Regions from separate parts of the Gasterosteus aculeatus genome. Here region 1 is linked to region 2. Evidence: chromatin contacts called from public Hi-C data. All regions are on one chromosome and are shown on one strand. The core of a region is the stretch at or near the end of the contact, and the rest is flanking DNA. Distances in the headings are between cores, read along the strand shown. Region 1 holds the start of LOC120824346. Region 2 overlaps cacna1ea (calcium channel, voltage-dependent, R type, alpha 1E subunit a).

What was found. A called contact is a pair of places that touch in the nucleus more often than the background predicts.
Region 1: a Hi-C map of liver shows a contact between it and region 2, with 2.0 times the contacts expected there. The contact joins the promoter of LOC120824346 here to the enhancer-like site in region 2. A contact is called at or near these places in 2 of 6 Hi-C or Micro-C datasets (liver and skeletal muscle).

Annotation. Positions count from the first base shown.
Region 1 is chr8:16,852,179-16,859,570 of fGasAcu3.hap1.1, forward strand. It overlaps LOC120824346, which reads left to right and starts at 3,402. Exons shown (of 63, transcript XM_078108096.1): 1 at 3,402-4,262; 2 at 5,535-6,707; 3 at 7,337-7,390. It overlaps LOC144411459 (a long non-coding RNA gene), which reads right to left and starts at 2,284. Exons shown (of 2, transcript XR_013468630.1): 1 at 835-2,284; 2 at 595-787. It overlaps cacna1ea (calcium channel, voltage-dependent, R type, alpha 1E subunit a), which reads left to right. Exons shown (of 48, transcript XM_078108439.1): 48 at 1-1,889.
Region 2 is chr8:16,798,054-16,804,770 of fGasAcu3.hap1.1, forward strand. The region is part of intron 2 of cacna1ea (calcium channel, voltage-dependent, R type, alpha 1E subunit a); the gene reads left to right. Among protein-coding and RNA genes, the nearest start is that of cacna1ea, 17 kb to the left of the region's middle. Within about 2 kb of position 2,553, at least 1 of the 9 cell types and tissues checked has open chromatin away from gene starts, as enhancers often do.

The DNA.
Region 1 (7,392 bases), core at 2,152-4,651, 55 kb after region 2:
GTGTGTGTGTGTGTTGTAGCTGGAGGGAGGCTATGTTGTGTGGACACAAGAGTGTGTTTGTGCATGTGTGCTGTCAATAGTGAAAATCTGCCAAATTTAGGAGAGACTGACTGTGCAAGATCGCAGCAGCAAAGCCAAGCGTTGCAGAGCCTTCCCTCGAAAGTTACTGTTTTAATTGTTTTTTTTCAAAACAAAATACTTTGGGTTATCAATCCAATATGTTCACACCTCTCTTTGAATCCAAGAAACTGAAGCTTTTTGTGTTGGCAAACATAGAGGTAGCATGTAAAAAAATGTAATAAAATGAATGTATTTGAGCTTTTGTTTCTTATTTTCAGGTCATTTGAGAGGGTTGCTGTTAGTCTCGATGGTGCCTAGTTGTAAGAGTAGCAATCTATGGATTATTTGACAATTTCGACTTCGACATAGTTCCTGTTTACAACAAGAGTATTCCCCAGGTTCAAGGGCACCAATCAACAGAAAGTCCATGCAGGGAATCAAAAACTGTCCTTATGTGAAAACAATGATGGTGTATCTTCAACTGGAGCAGCACAGTGTACGTTTGTGTTGACTCTGTGGTGTGAAAATGATTCTGAAGAGCTGCAGAGTACGAGATGTCTGGTCTCAAGATACTGCACCACTGATTTTGTAAAATATCACCTTCTGACATTTTTTTTAATCATTGGACCAAAAGTGAAGATGTTTAAAGATCAGAAGGACTAAAAGTGTCTTTTGCGGGTCAGTCATGATATCAAGATGATGAGACTGGACCAGAGGGGACATCACTCTGAATCAGTATTCTGCATCTGCTGAATGGACGATAACAACTTTAGCCTGAGGTGCAACCATCTGCAGGACAGACAGCCTGCATGAAGGAAAATGGATGTTCCGCCCACGTGGTGTCAGAGAGGCGACTAAAGCCATTTTCTTCCGGTACAAAGATCCAGGGGCGTGTCTTCTTCGGGATGTGTTGCCTTCCTCCACGTGATGACAAAACGTCAATATCCTTTTAACATGTGATGCAACATGGATGCTAACACACAAAAGGAACAACAGGCAGAGTACGATTTGTCTTTAAGTTGCCATGTTGTTTCAGTCACATTGTGTATGCATCGATCAGTAGAATCAAGCAATCATAGTATTTTCTGTGCTCTAGAGTTCTTGTGATTTTTATGCATGGTCATGGTGAAAGAGGTATGTGTTTAAGGCCCGCCTGATTGTTCTAATTTTGTATGTATCCATGATATTAAATGTGATTTAAAACCACCTCACCAACAGAATAATGACAGAACCACAGGCGGATGAATTCTTTTTTCAGTCCCTGCTTCCATTGTCGAGATCTTTGGACATTCCATCTTTTCATCATCTGCTGTTCCCCTTAAATAAGATGTGTATTTATATCACCTGCTGTTGTGTTGTTGTAATAGGTTGAGTTTGACGTGTTCCGGAAATGTGAACGCAGGACTTATGAGAAGTGAGGGTGCAGAAGCCAGACAACGTCACACGCCCCTGCTGGAGTCCCAATAAAGATGTTCTGGACTGAAAAATATGTATTTAAGCAGAGATTCCACCTTTTGTCGACTACGAAGCTCGATTCTTACAGTACGCAGGTTATGTTAAGGCTCCGGTCTGTAGTTCACAGGGCCGTGATCAACATGCAGCTGAGGACGTAACCTTGACAAAGACGTCCCTGTCAAGCCTGGATTTAATAGATAACAGAAGCTTTCTGGTAAATCAATAAATTAGAATAAACTGTAGAAGATAAATCCATGTTTCATTTATTGCGCCCTTTATATTTCATATGAATCATGATGCCTGTCAAGAACTTTAACAACAGAAGTGTTTCCATATGTGTTTAAAGGACTATTAAAAAAAGAACTAACCCCAAACCCTGTACTGACTGATATTGCTACCTTTAAATTATATATATTTTCTTTTTTTTAAATACTTTTGGGAGAATTATTGCCTTTATTGGAGATTTGTTAATAAATATGGTAGAACATGGTATACCTTTAATCTCCGAGGCCAACGGAAATTTTAGACAACTTACAAGTAAATGTGCCTCAATAGACCAATTTGTTGCCTGACATTGACATACCTGCTTTAGTCAAATAAATCAATTTCGAGTATTCTTTAAGTGTGAATCTTGTTAGAAATTAGTCATTAATAAATGTCATTAATAATAATTGTAGTGCTTTTGCAGAAGTGGGTCTGTTACCGCTGTTGAACATGCAGAAGATGACCAAGTGGGTCCAGCATGTCACATTGTCCACACTGTCCCTAGATCTGTAAGTAACACTAATTAGGCTCAACACAGGAAAACAGATTTCCTCTCAGGGGACATTGGTGGGTAAATAGGGTTAAGTTTCACTGATACGGGAACAGGAAGTTGTGTTATCTAAGGCGGCCCTCCACTTCACACTGTCCCAAACTATATGCTTTTTCTCTACTATTCTAACAACTCACACACAATCTTATCTCACCAGGCTTGGCGGGAATAAAAACCTTCTTTTCTAACAAAGACCATATATCATTACAGTTATGTGTTGTACGTTCATGTAAAGCAAAACTCAACTGCAAATTTGTTTTGCTCCAGATTAATCTTTAATTTCCACAGCGCTGACAAGGTCGTGCGAGACGGCTAACCTGTTTATCTAGGGAAGGTTTTTCTTTCCATGATGTGTCGGATGAAAGGATTTAGCTGAAGGCTTTGCTGTCAGACTTGACCTTGACTGTTTACACACACACACACACACACACATACACACACACACGCTGTTTAATGCCGTCTGAATCTGTCGGCTTTGTGATACAGTTTGCATTCACATGCGAAGTGGCTCTCTGTGAGAACAGTCTTCAGTCCCTCTGTGATACCTCATCTTTGGACTTAAAATCTACACACACCTATATTCTCATCTCACGTCCGTCAACGTCCAGTGAATGAGTGAAAGAACAAACGTGCCCTGTGAGCGCGTGTGAGAGACAGAGAGAGAGCTCTGTATGTGTACATGTATTTGTGAATGGGCTAACGTCTACATGACAGTTTTCCAGACGAGCAGAGTGTGCTGATGCGTCTGGGTCAACGTTGGTCAGGTGAGTTGCAGGAAGGGGAGGGGCTTTCTCAGCAGGAGGCGGAGCTGAGAGTCTTCACTGTCGTCAGTGCCATGGTGCACTGGTCATGTTTGCAGTAAACCTCTCACAGATGTGCCCCACAGATGTGCTGCTGCTGCTCTTCTGTGGGACGGACTGGGGCCCCGCCTCTCCTTCTGCGTCCCTCCATCCGGGCTGCAGCTGCATCTGGACCGCCTACAGGACAGCGTCCCCTTGCGCCTCGGCCCGGGACGGCCAATCCAAAAACATTTGGGCCCGACGCTGCCGGGAGGCGGTTTGCGTCCTGACCACACAAAACCCCTTTACCGTAAGACACAACCTCACCCGTCACATCGCTCTCCGGGCAGCAGCTTCTCGCTCTTATGATCTCAGTGTCACATTCCTCACCTGGGCCACACTCCTCCCCTCCCGACAGGAAAACCAAAAAAGAAGAGGAGGGAGGGTTCAAAGTGAAGATCAACAGCAAATTAAGCATCTCACAGTCATTAGTTGGAGGGAAAAAAGGGACCTTTTAGATGGTGTCTTCCAAAGAATACAACATACAACATACAAATCTACAATGCAAGTGTTCCTGCTGAAGAAGAGGAATAAAACTAGAATGAAAAGAGGTGAATGAGGATGGTGAGCTTGTCCCTCATCCACAGCTCAGTGACAGTTGTCTTTCCCTTTTCCTTCACCATCAATCTGCCCCGACAACAAAGGACCTACACCTACTGTAAAGACCTACTGTAAAGACCTACTGTAAAGGAGCGTCCCCCGTGGACAACACACATAAGTGTCTGTTGCTCTTCACACTCCTGTTCCAACCTTCTGAGTTCCAAGTGGTGGTGACCGAACGGTCTGGCGCTGTGTTGCCACAGGAAGCAGGCGAGCTAGTGTGTGCGTGTGTGTCTGTGTGTGCAGGTGTGTGTATGATTGCATGAGAGTTCACCAGGGTGACCCAAGTAGTCCGTCTGTTGTTGGTCTGTTTGTTTCTATGTGCTGTAAACGTGCAGGTCAGCGCTGGGCTCGTCCTCCAGGGAAGGTGTGTGCTTTTCCCGTTGAGCACCTGAACTTAAGTGTGCGGAGCAGCTGCTGTCGGAGGAGTCCAGGAGAGACGTTAACCAGGAGCCATGCGGAGCGCTGTGATGCTGATACTGCTGCTCAGCGGCGTAAGTCTCTCCATCCTCACTGTCTATTCAAAACGTTAAAAAACTGATAAACTTAAAGATTAGCCGTCTTTATTTTTTGCTTTTTTGTGATCAGAGAGCTTTGAAAAACTTTGAAAAACTTGATTTCTATTACATCAACATTTATTGGAATTGTTGTCTTTAAATCACTTTTTTCTTTTGCTATCTGGAAACGCAGTGTGAAAAGATATAACACATCTTCTCACGAGCTTAGAAATCATAATGGACTGTCTTATCTTCAGTTTTCTTTTCGATGGCATGTAATGAGGTTTAAACGTTTTCCTGTAAATGTTGGCACTGCGATTGAGTTTCTCTACGAGTTTCTTAAGAAGGGACATGCTGCATATTAGCTCGCATATTCCTGAGTCGGGTTCAGGGGGCTTCTTACGTGTGCATGTGAGAGGATGAAAGGCAGGAGAAGATTTTCACATCAAAGAGTAAATCTCTTAAAATACTGTGTGGAAAATGTCTTTGTCGCTTTGGGAAACTGAACAAAGATCAATTTAACCCTTAACAACTCAAAAGCAGTGATGCATGGAGTTACAATTTAGTTTTCATCTTTTTTTCACAATATAGTTACTGGCTAAATTATATTGGTAGTTATTCAGTCAGAAGATTCAGAATCGGCTTGGTGATATCTGCATGTTTTCCCTCCATTACTCATATTTTTCCTGTTTATAGAAAAGGCTTTAACCAAAGCACAGTGGGACCACTGGTGTTGGAGGCCGGGGGAAATGTGTGTGTCGGATTTTAACTGATAATTAAAATAATTAATAATTAAAACTGACTCATAATTTTTTGGCACGGTTAGCAATGCATTGACAATTTATGCTTTTGGTAAAGCTTTTTGTATTGTCACTGTCTCCGCTCAATTTCCAACTAAAACAAAAAAAGTCTTGTCCAGAATCCAGGGCAGATTAGTGCGACGACAACTAGACAGTTTTGTTTTTGACCTCAGCCACAGCCGCTCTTTGTGAAACCGTGAAACAGGTGGAGCTTTGCTGGGAATTATCCGAGCTCACTCAACTACAAGCAAATAAACAGGCAGTTCGGGGATTTAGCAATTACAAAAGTTAGTTCGCACACACCCACACAGTCTTATTAGAACAGGTCTTATTAGGAAGAATGAGTGAGTGGATTAATCAATAGGGCTGAAAAGACGTGGTAATTACAAAACATTCCACAATGTATTTCATATCTCTGCTGCTTTGCATAATGAGTAATATTTTCCCCAATTTCAACCCTTTCACCCAGGAGATTGCTGCTATAAACGAGGTGACCATTAGGCCGGAGACCCGAGTGTCACCCGGAGCAACTAAAAACACAACTCTACAGTCTGGTCCCACTGAGGGGACACCAGTGAGCAATACCTCCCCCCTGAGGACACATCCCGATGTCGAGGTTGTGCACGCCGAAGCTGTAGCGGAAACCCAGCCGGACACAGACACTCAGATTATAAACTCGACCGGTGGAGAAAAGGACAAACCGACGGCTCCAGGTGCCGATGTTGAACCACAGCCTACGTCTCGAAATGGAACTGAGCAGTTTCCTGATGCTCGCCTTGACATACTAGGAGCAATGGAGGAGCCTTTGAGCACTGAAGGAAGCATCGCAGCCAAGGCTCCTTCAGTACACACACTTGAAACTGCTCATCAAGCGATCGAGGAAAGTGCTGACACAGCCCTTTCAAGCCTTAACGTTCCACCTGAGAACCCTGAGGGTGTCTCATCAGAAGCTGCAAGTACAGCAAGTCCGGAGATTGCTTTCCCTCATGGGCCACAGTCTGCTACGAGATCTCCTCATGTCTCAGGTCCCGTCACAGAACCTGGGTCAGTCACTTCCATCGCGTACCCTTCATCCGTAAAGGAGGGAAGAAAGGAGGCACCGCCGCTCGTCATTATACATCCAGTTTCAGTAGATCCAGCTGCTGAACTCTTAAGACATACAGGAGGAAATCTAAAGGAGAACTTTACAGCGCCTCAGAAAGGTCCAGCTTCAAACCCGACTGTTTTAACCTCCACAGTCCAAAGCGGAGAAGCACCAAGTACCAGGAACACGGAGGGGCAGATGGGCAATGTTTCAGCCGGCGCGATGAAAGAAAAAGATGAAATGCATGACAGGTCGCAAACTGTCTCACCCAGGACAGAAATATCATCACGAGCGCTTCCAGGTGAAGAGCAGGTGAGTGGGACATAGACAGAGACACATTCAGAGGAGGAGGACGACTCGGGAAGACGTCATGATAATGACACGGCGTTTTCTGAGGCTTACGACGAGTCCACTCCTGATCGGTTCGGCGCTGAAGGCTCTTTAATCAAATCAGAGACCGAATCCCCACAGCGGTCTGTTGAAGCAGCCAATCAGCCGCCTGCATACGCGGACAGACGTCAGGGGGCGGGATTAACACCTGGGATACAAAGTCAACGGGTAAATCGTTGTTTACATTTTGTGGTATCTGTGTAAATGATCATTACCAACAATCAAAGCTGCATTTCACGTTTAGTCATTTTTGGCGTTATTGTTCTTGATACACTTTAAACGTATTCACAGTGACTTTGAGTTTTAATAACATTATTTATAAACAAACTACACAAGACATTTTAATCACATTTCTGTGATATTCTTATCTCATTTTCTGTCATGACCTTGGATGAAATTGAGTTTGCGCGGAGCTAATTGGATGTCTGAGATGGTAACATATATCCGTGTCCTTTCTAGCACCTATAAAAACATGCAAGTATCTGTGTGTGTGTGTGTGTGTGTGTGTGTGTGTGTGTGTGTGTGTGTGTGTGTGTGTGTGTGTGTGTGTGTGTGTGTGTGTGTGTGTGCGCGTGTGTGTGTGTGTTTCTGTCTGGAATTCTCAACTGAAGAGTATAGTGTTTTGTACCATAAGAAAAAAAAAAAAATTTGATGAGTCAGAATTCAGATGAATTCGGATATCTTACGCTCTGGTTTAAGTGTTCTCGTTCTATACAGCTTGTAGTCCTAATGGGTTTTATTGTTTTTGCCAGCAATGCTTGTCCACATCTGACTGTTCTTCCTCGCTCTTTCATCAGGGGTTGCAGGGTCCACCCGGACGTTCAGGACCACCGGGGCCTAAAGGAGACAAAGT
Region 2 (6,717 bases), core at 1,303-3,802:
ATTCTTTCAGTATCCCAGCACTAAATGTTACTGCCATGCATCTCTGGGCTCGTGCTCTGCTAAATAACACCAGCGACGTATCCTGAGGGACCTTGAAATATGGCCTCCGGTCGTCCCATTCAACACTCCACGACAGCCGCCCGCTTTCTCATTTACTATTGAACATTCCCACTCAGATGGGCAGAGACCGAAAACAGGACTATAAATGAGTATGGTTCGCAGATACTTCTCACATTTATTGTCTGTTTAATAATTAATAAGATGATAGATCTGCTGAACTCACTTGCTTCGAGCAATGTCTTGAAATGATGTATTGGCTCTGTGTTTTATGGAATTTTCATGTTATTTCTGTGTGAGAAAGGTCTGAAGAAGTGAAGCTAGGTATTGACTGTAATTCTGGAAATTAAAGGAGAAAACCTTGTGAGGAACACAGCGCGAGATCCATGTTTCTCAGATCATTGGAACACTTGATTAAGAATCCATTATTTATTGACTTAGAAGCAGCCTATCAACCCCTGTCAAAATAGGAACTGATTCATGTTAGATCATTATTTACCTTGATTTACTGACTGAAACAGATTAACGTTGCTGGAAAGATACATTTTTCTGAGAGGCTGGTTCGCTTTTCAGCTTCTGCCAGGAAAAGAAGCACTCTGTGTTGACCTCCCACTCTGCCCTTTGGTATTAAACCATTTTGCACAGGAAGCAATGGGCCCTGCCAACACATACAAATAAAACACCCTCATGTAATGATGTTTGGCCAGAGAAGTTACACCTTTAACCTCCCAAAGACACACACACACTTAAAATTGGTTCTGGCAGGAAGTTATTCAACCTTTGATTGTCAAGTTGCAAAAAGGTGAAGTTATAAATCTAGAACTACTGTCACGGTGTGGTGCACTTCCTGTCTTATTTTGTAGTTTTCTGCCACTCGTGTCCCCGGGTAACTTCACTTCCTGCCTGGTCCTGTCATCCCCTGTGATTGTCGGATTGTTTCCACCTGTGTCCAATCACCTGCACCTCCCTTGTGTATTTAAGCAGTGTGCGTTGTTTTTCGTTTGTGGAGTCATTGTCCTTAGTCACGGATGTTCCTGTATATCGTCTTGATGTTCCGCTTTCCTGCCTGCCTCTTTTCCCCCGGTTTGTGTGTGTGTTTTTGCCTGTTGGCGTTTTGCTTTTGCCTTTTTGACTATTAAAGTCCTTTTGCTTTCAACGTCTGCGTTTGATTCCTACCTTCCTACCCAACCCTGACAACTACAATCATATCACATTTCAGAAAATATTATTTCTCATGAAAATGCTGCAAATAAAAAACATTACTGCCTGTTTGGCAAAAATGTTATAATTCATTATTTTGTCAGGATTTAGAACTGTATTAAGGTTCATTTCACCACTCCAGAACAAAACTTTAATACTGACTTTACCCCCACTGTGTGTGTGTGTGTGTGTGTGTGGGGTAAGTCTGCATGTTCATGTGTGTGCGCGTACGCTCAAACTAGCTGAGCTGTCATGTGCTTCTTTCAACATTAAAGCCCTGACACTAAAGGGGATGCATGTGCGCCCCGCCATAGACCTTGAATTCACTCCCGTTCGTTTATTCAAAGCTCCAGATTTGAATATCAAAGATGATTGTGATGTGCTCCGAGAGTTCAATGCTGTTAGCTTATTGGAGCAAATAATACCTTTGTAGTACAACAGGATTTATTTCAGTCACTGATGCTTTCAAGCCAAATGGGCTTATCACGAGGGCCTTAGCTGTATCTAATAGCCTTTTTTGGCCGCCCTATTGTGACATTACAATTTGGTAGTGGGTTGGAATATGTGGCCAGCATCACGACACCCACATTAACTTTTGATGGCGACCTATGCAGGGAAACAAGCCAGAGACCCGCCCCAAAACGTGTGAGCGAGATATTCATCACATCCATTCCACAGCTCTCAAAACCAGAGGGAGCCCAAACGCTGCAGCTATGTGACTTATGTTGCTCCAGGAGGGTAGTATGTATTACAAATGGGTAGAAGGCTGCTGGGTAAGCAAACTGAGTCATCATCAATATCCAACGTGGCAGCCAACTACTGCCTCAACGTGGTGTCTGTGACCTCTAGTGGAGCTGCTGAGAACTCATTCATGCATTCATAAGACACATGGATGTTGTAGCCCGTGGAGTAATCATCAGTTTGTACGATGATGCCGTTTAAAATAAATGGGTAAACGCGGGCATCATAATCCAACCGGAAGGATTTGTCAAAGACAGGGAGTGATTTAGACGGATTTTCCCGAATTATTCGAGCAGATGCACAATGAGAACAAGGGGGACATATCGCATATGTAAAGCTCTTTTTGGAGTTGGATCTGGCACGCGTAAACATCGATGGAGAGAAGCAGTGGCTGAGACTGCAAACACACAAAGAGCTGATGAATCATTGCTTCATTTTATTCATCTCAAGCCACGATGCTTGTTGGATGAGCGTGGTTTTGCCCTCCAGAGGCCACTCGTAATCCACAGTCTTAGTGATTCACTGCAGCTTCAGTCGAGCTCGTCTGCACAGTGTGTTCTCCAGACCAGAGCAGCTGCCACTTAAGAAGCCATTAGGTAATGATGTGGGGAAAGTCTGTCCTGTAGAGTGAAAATTCAAGCCAATCAGTGTCCGCCGAGAAAGTCTCAGTAATGTGAGTAAAGTGTCAACCATCTGCTTACGACTGGCAGGCTTATTCCTGGCTTTTCTTGATTAACCCACCTGCTTCCCACCGTTTGTTTTGCACTGTGTTGCTGAAACCTGGAGTGAAAAAGGTCTCCTAAAGTATTATTTACGTTGAACAATAAAACTACAGTTCAAGGGGCTTATTCTGAAAATGCATGTTTTCCTCCCTTTTTAAGGTTTTTTCACATGTGTTGTTTGTACAATAAATAATAATAAATTGTACCCTCATAGCAAAAGCTTGCATTGTAAAAAGGGAAATCACAAAAGTATTTAAATGATTAGGGTTAATGTTATTACTGTGGAGCGTAATTTGGGGGTCCTGAGGGCTTCCGGTGGATGGAAGGAGAGAGGCGGGTCTGGATAGTTCCTTGGAAATCCATCATGGGCCTGGGGGAGTGAGGAGGCGCAGTAAACAGCAGCTGAGGGGCAGACTGAGCTAAATAAAAAAACAACTGAGGCCACTGTTACATAAACATACATATTCTTACATTTTACAGTTATCAGGCAGTACAATCAATTGTAAGACATTGTCCTCTCAATTGGTTGAACTGCCAATATCCAAACAGAAAACAGAGATTTGGGAATTTAATTTTGTACATTAAATAATGTAATACGTCTGTTTGTCACTAGATGGAGATAACTGCTTAGCAATAGCATCTTCCATCACATTTGACTATTCAGCAAATATGCAGCATTAGACATGATTTAGGGTACATAATGTCATAGTTGTGTTAGTACACATATGAATTAGTTTCATACTAACATACAGAAGCATCTTTGGTGTTTTAAACAATAAATATTAGCTGTAAGTGTCTTCCCCTGCGCTATAATGGATCTAGATGCTAAAACCTAAGTGGCCCCACAATGATATTCACATTCAAGATTTTTTGGGATGTTGTACCAGAGAGACAAACATTAGGCAACATTTTTCAATAATGAAAGTCAACAGTTCACCACAGAGGATTCATTACACGGCCAAAGACCCAGCTAATTAGTTAATAATGTTGCAAAATTCTAAATTAAGTAGCTTAAATTGATGTAATATCTCAGACAGTCATAAAAATGTCTGCGTTGATGCTTGTTTTGTTACCTGGTTGATGATTTTAGCACACCCTTCACTGTCTAACTGTTGCATCGACCTCTCCAAACTGAAACCAGGTTAACAACATGCGTGTACCGGGGTCGTTCGCTTGGAGACAACGATCATAACTCAGCCCTGCTTGGGGAACAGGGATTTAAATAGCTTATTCCATAAAATCTAGGGTTACGGCGACAAATTATCAGCACGGAGAATAGGGGCATGTCAGATCAGTTGCTAGGAAACAAGTAGGAGGAAGACAACAGTCGTGGGCAGAAATCTGGGTTGGGTCGAGAGTGAGAGAGCGAGAGATTGATTCAGGCCAAGAAAGCAAGCGGCATTGCTGCTATTTCCATGCAACGTCCTTGCAAACGGACAACTATTGATTCTGCCACGCCCAATTGTAATTATTCCCATTTTCTATGATCAAGGTCTCCAACGTGAAGCCCGGAACTTCATTTTGTGGTTCTTGCAGAGCTCATTGTTAACACACACCCGGACACATGCTGAGCCACACATACACTCGCTCACACATGCACAAAAGTGCTCTCATGGTCCAAACCATTAACATCTCAATGAAGCTAAATATAGTCCGGTCTCCCAGTCCCTTCATCTTAGCACATCAATAGCTCTGGCTTTTGTGTCCTTCTGTTCGGGCGGAGCTTTCGGGTGTCATGTTGAATTCTGGGGTCTGGCCGATGGCACAGTGACCCAGCACAGCGGTTAAATTGGGCAACTTCGTAGATTTACTTTGTTCTTTTTCTTTTTTTTAGCATCACATGATACACATACAAGTAGATAAATTACATCATAGCACTTGACGTATACGGCCACTACAGATAAGTAGCTGTTGTTGGAGGAGAGTAATACTCTAATAGTTTTTAGTTACTCTTAACTAGTTAGATTGAATACAGTTGTTTGAGCAGCTCGACCAATGGGCTCATCCACGTCTCCAACTGCGCTTCAAGCACATTTTCTACAGGAAATATTGCGTTTTTACATTTGCCAGGATGATCAGGTCTTTTCTAACTCAATATTTATCCGTAATTCAGACTTTCAGCGGCAGCATCCATCAGCCTCACAGACAGACGGCGTGAACCGGTTATCCTTCGTGCAGGTGCATTTCTGTAAATTGAATAAATTGTGTGACGGCCCCGATTGCGCGCTGGGTTCATGGTGCTCTCTGGTGCTCTCTGGCTCCGGGGCTGCAGACCTGTTTGAACTAATCAGTGACAGGGGACACACCTGTGCTCGTGGTGACGCACACACGTTGTGTCAGGCCTGCGAGTCTGAGGGCAGTTCACATTATTCACCCCCCTTTACCGATGGCTCCCATTTATTTGTTTGACGTGTTTTGATTATTTTGTGGTTGACAAATTACTTTATTTGTCAGCGTGCCGTTTCTGTGCGGGCCATTTTAATTGGATTGACGCCTTTGCATGTTGAGGCACAATGAAAAACGTCTCAGTATTTGAACGTTTTCGCACTGTTTGCAGCTAATTTATGGTGCGTTTTGTGGCCTTTGTAAGAGCGCTGTGGTTGAAGGAGTGTCTTGTGTTGAGTTTGCACGGCCTATTTCATATCATTGCACACATATATAATCATGCAAATAACAAGAAAGTTAAGAGGTGATCATTTATTTTTCTGTTTTTCTGTATTAAAATATCTGCCCTAAGGAGCAGGTGCAAATGTACAGAAAGTTGCACATCACTTCTTACCCAAAGATTGTGTTACGTACTTTGGACAATATGTAAAATCTGAACTTCACTGAATTTTGGCCACGTTGAAAACTTGCACCGACAACTCAGATCAGTGGTTCTCAAATGGGGTACGTGAAGGCACGTTTGTTTCATGCAAAATGGATTTATAAGATCCTTGAAGAGGCAAAGTTGTGTAAACCTCTTTGTAAAAGCAGATTTGTCTTTACTCTGGACGCCATGTCTTTTACATTCTGTACAGTTCCAACTGTATGTGCCACACTGCACAGTGTGCGTGTTGCTGCTGCTCTTTCTGGCTGGCGGTCAGGAAACCAAAGTCGTCTGCACCTTTCTGAAGCTGATCGTTGCTCAGTTTGTTGATTAAAGCCTTGATGAATCAACGTGCACAGACAACAGATTGGCCTTTCTGGTCTTGTCTGCCGTAGTAATGGCTCGATGGAAAGATGTTGGCGGCAAACGTTCACATGACAACCGAACACGTGCGACGTGAATTAACATGTGGGCTTTCATGTGACTGTTCTTCTCCTCGGGGTTGAGAAGCTAATTTAGTTACAGCGCTATTAGGCGAAGAGCCTGATAATAACCAGGTTTCAAATACACCAGCATGCCAGGTTCACTCGCTCTATTTATAAATTGAAATCTTTGTTCTCGCCACAGTCCTGTGTCACTAAGTCCCATTAACGAAGCCGGGACTGTCGACCTGTTGTCACGACAGCAAGTCACCGTGGTAACCTGGGGTTCGTTGGTTTTTGCAAGATAGACATCTCTTACAGCCAGGAGAATATACTCCAACACTAACAACACATTATCTCCACTAATATAGTACAGAAGTACAGAGAGCACTATACAGCTAGATATGTTCTAGCTGTATTGTATTTCACAGTCCTGAGAAATATTAGTTTTTATCCTTCAAAAAATGTGATTTGTCCTTTCCAACTTTCACCTGCAGCTGTAGGAGTTGTTTTGGTAACCAAATACTGCACCTCTTCGATATATTATAGAGGTTACAGACTTTTTCAAACACATTTTTTGACACCACGATAATATCTTTATTTAATTCATTTAGTTAATTTTTCTGGACACAATAATCATGTCGTGAAAATTGTATATCACATCCTCCATTAATATACTCTTAAAAATTAAAATATTGACAAACTGACACATTTTGAGTTTTGTATTTTTGCATTGATAAGATTACAACAACTTTTAGGTTGACAG